Linked DNA regions of Zea mays: region 2 is linked to region 1. A link is a contact called in public Hi-C data. All regions are on one chromosome and are shown on one strand. Each heading gives the region's core, a stretch centred on a gene start, on an enhancer-like site or on the middle of the called end of the contact. The rest is flanking DNA. Distances are from core to core; before and after follow the strand shown. Region 1 holds the start of LOC100274451. Region 2 has its middle 34 kb from the start of LOC100274733.

Region 1 (3,184 bases), core at 403-2,902:
ACCACTAGAGGACGACCCTGAGTCACTGCTAGAGCTTCCAGAACTACTTGATCTACCAGGATTCTCTCCCTCCTGATCTTCCAAATGACCAGGTGATGATTCACCCACATATCTCCCATTGTCATCTGTAGTTGAGTAAAGTTAGTTGCTTTTTCGCAGTGATAATGGATTGTAATCAAAAGTGACTGTTGCATTACAAGAATGACTATAATGAGACATTTGTTCTTTTCTCCTATAGCAATCACAACAATGGTCTAAAGACACACAACTGACCCACCTGCTGCAATTTCCTTAGGTGGCTCGACATCAACTGATTCTGGTTCTGGAATCTGTAACGGAAAGCCCACAGTAAGAAGCGCGCATGCAATAGTCCATAAAATTTAGTGACGACACTGAATACTACCAACCATAATCATACCGGCTCTTGTACTGCAGGGATTCGATCCTGATCTGCCTCGTCCTGCCTCACACGTTCTACCTTCTCTGGCTCCTGATCAGGATCAGCTTCATCTGGCCTTACCGCAGAAAGCTCAGCCTTCCGCTTATTCTTAGTTATACTCTTCCTATAGTTTGTCACGAATCTATCAAGCTCCCATAACGTCTCAACATCAAAGCTATCGATATCAACCTCAATCTCATCGTCATGCTGGTTGAGCGACGAGTTCCTCTTCTTTATGATCTGGACAACATTGTCTAGCTTCTCCGGTGGCAAATCCTGGAGGTTATTGCTAAGCCGCTGCTTCTCCCAGAATGTCATATCCCTCTTATTGGGCTCCCTTGCCTTGGGCTTCTTTGAAACCGGGGGTCTGCCATTGTGCGTCTTTGGGGTAGCCTCCATCCCGGCAGCATGAACTGTCGAATCCGACCTCTCTAATGCCCTAGAATTATCTATCTCCTTGGGCTTCCTGGGTGCTGCTGAGGATGGTGTCGGAGGCTGTGGCGATAGCTGAGCTAGCTCAGCCTCAATCTCCAACCACTTCTCCTCGAACATGTTCAGCAGCTGCTCGGCCATGAAGTGCACGTCCTGCCCCTTGGGGTTGTACGTCATGGCGTTCCGGAACGTGAGACGCACATCGCCTGCAAACTCCCGTGGCGACCTGTACTGTCCAGCCGCTAGCTTTGACTTGACCGTGCCGAGGTCCATGGGCTTGGTGATGATCGTATGGTAGTCGTGCAGTCCAAGCGCGCTCGCGTCTACCGGAGTGTTGAACACCCAGCTGTGCTTGTGCTTCATCAGCCTCTGGAGCAGCGCGGAGCAGGTCTTGAACACGGGCGCGTAGAGCTTGCGCCGCGCCTCCGCCGAGAGGTGCGGCTGCGGGTACGGGGCTCCCCCGGGCTTCCTGGACTTGTGCTTGGACCCCGGCGGGTGCGGCGGGAGCGGCGTGGAGGGGTCGGTGGCGGAGAGCGCCGAGGAAGGTGCGGGAGCCGGGAGGGAGCTCAGGCGCTTGGCCGCGGCGCGCACCTGGGAGAGCTCGGAGGAGAGGCGGCGCCGCAGCTCCCGGCGGGAGGCGGTAGTGGAGGGCAGCGGGAAGGTGACGGTGGGGAGGAGCCGGCCGTTGTGGGCGTCGAAGGAGGGGACGCTGGGAGCCTTGGAGCTGGCGTGAGATTTGCGGGAGTAGGGTTTGCCGGACGGCGAGGGAGTCCCAGAGGCCATTCTGGGCGGGTCAACGGCTGCGGCGGATCGAGGTCGGCGGCGGATCGGAGGCGGGGATTTGGTGATTTCGGCGGAGGCGGCGGAACACGGAGGGGGTGGGTCGGTGGGGGGGTGGGTACTGGGTAGGGAGGGCAAGGCAACGCAACGCAGGCAGACGCGAAACCGGCTAGTACTGTGCAAGTGCGGAGGCGGGGAGCGGAGCCATTTTTTCCCCTTTTCCTTGCTCTGTTTTGGCCTCCTCTTTTGTTCCTCTCCTTTCCATTGTTGGTAAAAAAATATTTTGGTCTTGGTTCCTTTTATTTAAACCTAGTAACATTCGACCCTCCCGGATAAGAATGCTGATAGCATACGTTGAAGCTTTGGCTAGCAATTTGTATAGATTTATGTCATTTTAGGAAGTAATTAAAGATTTTTTAGTTTTAACTGGATCTAGTCGCACATAACACACCGCCTTATCAGTATACTCCTATGTAATAACTTTTTTTAATGTCAGGTACTCAAAGCTTAGTTGTCATGAATCGTCAAATGATACATATTTACAGCAGCAGCGGATCTAAACAAAACAATCATTGGTGTCATCTCCATTAAATTATAAAATCATCAACTCATTTAAGTGCTAACAAATATACATTCTAATAGAGATTACTAAAATTCATTGGTGTCACAGGACACCACAAAAAGGCCTAGATCCGCCCCTGATATACAGTGAGGCTACAAAAGCGAAAGGGCTTGGCGATGTTCAGTGTCTCTATTGGTCTCCCAAAATGCATCCATGTTAATATATGTACATTGGATTAGGGATGTCTAAATCTAGATGTGATGTTTTTGGAAATTCTATTGTGTATAAACCATGCCCCAGGACGCTACTGCCAGCCTCCTCACAAACAAGTGTTTGGAAACAACATCGAAAACTGTAGTATTTTAGTATAAGTGTGCAATAAACTAGTGAAGCGATGAAAACTTTATGTTAAAGTGGAGTTTTAAATACTCAAAAAAACATCATGGTATTCACAATACTAATGTTTTGAAAACAAAGTATTTTGTAACACAAACAAACACCTCATTATATAAAATAGTTAAGAAAATGAGAATACTTTGAAGAAAAAAAAATAGAGTCGTCAAACTAGCTCTGTTAAACTAGCTCTTAGAGTACGAATTTATATAAACTCCCTCCCATTTTTTATATAACGCTGGTTAGTTTAAAATTAAATTGACCAGCGTCATGTATAAACGAGCCGAGGTAGTATTATAAGTGCAGATAGAAGTGAAGCGACCTGGCGGTCGCAGTCCTGCTCTCGGATCTCGCGACGGAAGTCGTCGTCGGTCGGTTCAGTCAGCGAGCGAGAGGCTGTGCAGCGTGGCGTGGGCAAAGCGATCCGACATGCGGCCGCGGGCGGTGCTCTCCGGCGACTCCATCACCGAGCAGTCCTTCGCGTCCGGCGGACGAGGGCGCCGCGCTCACCGACCGCCAGGTACATCGATCGCCGGCATATATGCCATGGCTGCTTCAGGTCATGGCATGCCTTTTCA
Region 2 (3,184 bases), core at 175-2,674, 160 kb before region 1:
CAAACAAATGATGATCACTTCAGAAGAGAAATATATATTGGTGTCATTGATCAAATTAGTCAAGAGCTTGATAACCGGTTTGATGAGGTCAATATGGAGTTGCTTTCTTGTATGTCAGCCTTAGATCCTTCTGATTCATTTGCTTCCTTTGATGCGCAGAAGATACGAAGACTAGCTGAATTTTACCCTAATGACATATTTGGGAATGATTTGCTGAAACTTGAGTTGCAGCTTAATAATTATATTGATGCAATGAGGCAAGATGATAACTTCAAAGGCCTTCATTGTCTTGTTGACATGTCAGTTAAGCTTGTTGAAAAAAGAGGCATATCGTGTTCGATATGGTTTTCTTGCTTCTCAAATTGATATTACTTCTGCCGGTGCAACAACAAGTGTTGAGAGGGCATTTTCTGCAATGTCTTTGGTCAAAACTAAGTTAAGAAATAAGATGGGTGATAGTCTTTTGGACGATTGTCTAGTCACATTCATCGAACGAGATCTTTTCTTCAAAGTCGATGAAGATGATATAATTGAGACCTTTATAGCTTTTAGAAAGCGTCGTCCCAACAAATAGTATGGTAATTATCTTTCAAACATTGTTTTTTTTGCAAATTTCGTATTTCATATGTTTGGGCTCTAGTGTAATCTAGTTCACAATTTCCTATTAATTATTAAGTTTTATGATGCATTATTTTGTTTTTATCTTTGTTTGTCAAATTTTATGGTGCATTTTAAGATATTTACCAAATTATATATGAGTTAGAATGAATAGTGTAAAAATTATTATGGCATACTCTTGGCCAAAATCCTAGGTCCGCCACTGGTCCAAGCCCGCGTAGAGTTAGGCAGACTAGGCTCAGATTAGGATCAAACAATGGGCTACGTGTCGAGCTCGTGTACCTCGTGCTTATTGGCCATCTATAGGTTAGGTAGCCCGGCCGAGATGCACGGAACCATTGCATATATACATGACTGGTAGCTAGGTTGGTAGCGAGGTGTGCTACGCCACAACATTTTGACCGGCGGGCAATGGAAGCAAGGCGATCCCTGGTTCCATGTGATCCGAGTTTCTGCCACTACGAGTCGGCACACGCTATTGGACACTGCATGCTAGCGGATGATAATGATAAACAATAGGCGATTGTGCTCGTGGATGATATGATAATGATAAACAACAAACATATTCTAAAAGTTAGTGAGTTAGTGCCTCGTTTTTAGTTTCCTTTCGGTGACGATTACTGTATATATTTTACATTGAAGTTTTAAATCCAGGCTGTTTTAAATTTCTCTATACATTTTGTAGTTTTTGGCTCATAAAAAACCCGTTCGATAAAATAATGGGGATCTATCATGGGCATGTCTCTTTTCAATATGCGCGGCCTGGTTTGAGTTCCCTTGGGCTGGCCCTGGATTTTTCATATTTTCTCCCCACGTACGCTCATGTCATGGGCTGGACCAGGAGTATGTCGTCGTGTCTGCTTCTACTTCTGTACGTATGCCTAGTTAACAACAAGCGTTTCGAAACAAAATAACAATACGCTATTCCTTATAAATTGTGCAAAGTTATTTTTAAACAGCGATGTTATGCATATACTTGTGAAAAAATATATCCATATAGATATGTTTATGTAAAAAAATTACAATCAAATCTGTATGGCGAGAAAACACTATGCCTTGTCTAACACGATGTATATACAAAGAAATACATATACAAAAGTTTGTGTGAAACGAAACTATAGTCACAAATTTATATCAAATTGTTCACAACATATATACAAATCATATATATACTCAAAATAAATAAGAAAATGTATATACAGATAACAGATGTTTAATTATCCATTAAAAACTATATAGAAAACCTATAGATATGTTCATAAAAATGACATTTTGACACAAAGATCTATATAGACAGAGATTTACGTAAAAAATACATATACAAATTCATAATAACAATAAATTATATTCAAAGGTTTCTATAAACAATTTGACACAAAATCTGAAGTCTATTTCAAAGAAACATCTAGCTAGGCTGTGTTCTAACTCCACCTCCATAAGAAAGGTGTTAGGTGCGCATTTGACGTACAATAGAGCTCATAGTAAATGCAACCAAAATGTTTATGCGGCAATATGGCTAATTGTACTCGATGAATCTTCAATAACGATGATGTTTTTGTTCTACAATGGAGCGAATCATGACAAGGCGACAAAATTTCTCTTTGTGGGAGCCTTGTTTACATCATATTTTGGTTTATTCCATCGAATTATCTTTGAAGACCTTTTTGGGGCCTCGGTGGATGGATCTAAAATGTGGTGTGACAATTGGCAGTCCATGACTCAGCACTAACACAAAGAAAGGACGGGCCAAGCCAGGAAGAGCAACCCGTTGTAGTAGAGCAGATTTATACTAAAGCTTAACAGTTCATAAGTACTGCCTCTAGGCATCTTTGTGGGACCACTCAGCATAGGGGTCAACCATCATATACCACCACGTCCTAAGTTGGCTTCGGTCGCATCAACTCTATTTATGAAGGAGGCTCTATTTAAGAAGGAGGCCATAAGGAACCACATACGAGTGTAAAATTAGGAAGCCGAGGAGTATGGCTAGAAATAATAGAAATGTGCTAGAGAATACTTTGTACAAAAGTTATGATTGTAGGATATGTCCTTTGTAAAATGGGTTTATATTTCTCTAATAACTCAACAAATAGTGTAACATTCACTCCATCAGGCTCCCAAAATACACCGTACTAGAACCTATTCTCTTGAAACTGCCTCTCGCAATATCGCATGGAAACGATGTGATTGCTTAGCAAAGCTCGTACCAAGGGACAACATGGAGGAGAGGGCTGGCCATGCCAAGGGGAGTGGTGACTACCATGGCAGGGCTAGTTCATACCATGACTTAGCTGTTCTTTGGGTTCTACCTCTAGGCCTCAAATTATGTTGCTTAGTACGACTACTGGATATCGAACACTATTATTGTCTGGGTTATCATTCGACATGACGAGTTTGTTTAAACAAAAGCAGAAAATGGAGACACTTTCATGTGCTTGAGTAAGGTCACCCAGAGGAGCAAACTACAAAATGGTGGATTGTATTTAACAAGTATGTAGCTATGTACATAGTGGTGGAACCTATATAACATATCTAGGGTATAGGGATCCAATTATATTGACCTAGG

What was found. A called contact is a pair of places that touch in the nucleus more often than the background predicts.
Region 2: a Hi-C map of leaf shows a contact between it and region 1, with 4 times the contacts expected there. The contact joins the enhancer-like site here to the promoter of LOC100274451 in region 1. A contact is called at or near these places in 3 of 25 Hi-C or Micro-C datasets (ear, leaf and tassel).

What each region holds. Positions count from the first base shown.
Region 1 is chr8:25,166,257-25,169,440 of Zm-B73-REFERENCE-NAM-5.0, reverse strand. It overlaps LOC100274451, which reads right to left and starts at 1,652. Exons shown (of 5, transcript NM_001148810.1): 1 at 419-1,652; 2 at 278-329; 3 at 3-125. The coding sequence starts at 1,234.
Region 2 is chr8:25,329,966-25,333,149 of Zm-B73-REFERENCE-NAM-5.0, reverse strand. No RefSeq gene overlaps it. Among protein-coding and RNA genes, the nearest start is that of LOC100274733, 34 kb to the right of the region's middle. Within about 2 kb of position 1,424, at least 5 of the 20 cell types and tissues checked have an H3K27ac peak or open chromatin away from gene starts, as enhancers often do. A contact at or near this core is called in leaf, where this site is marked.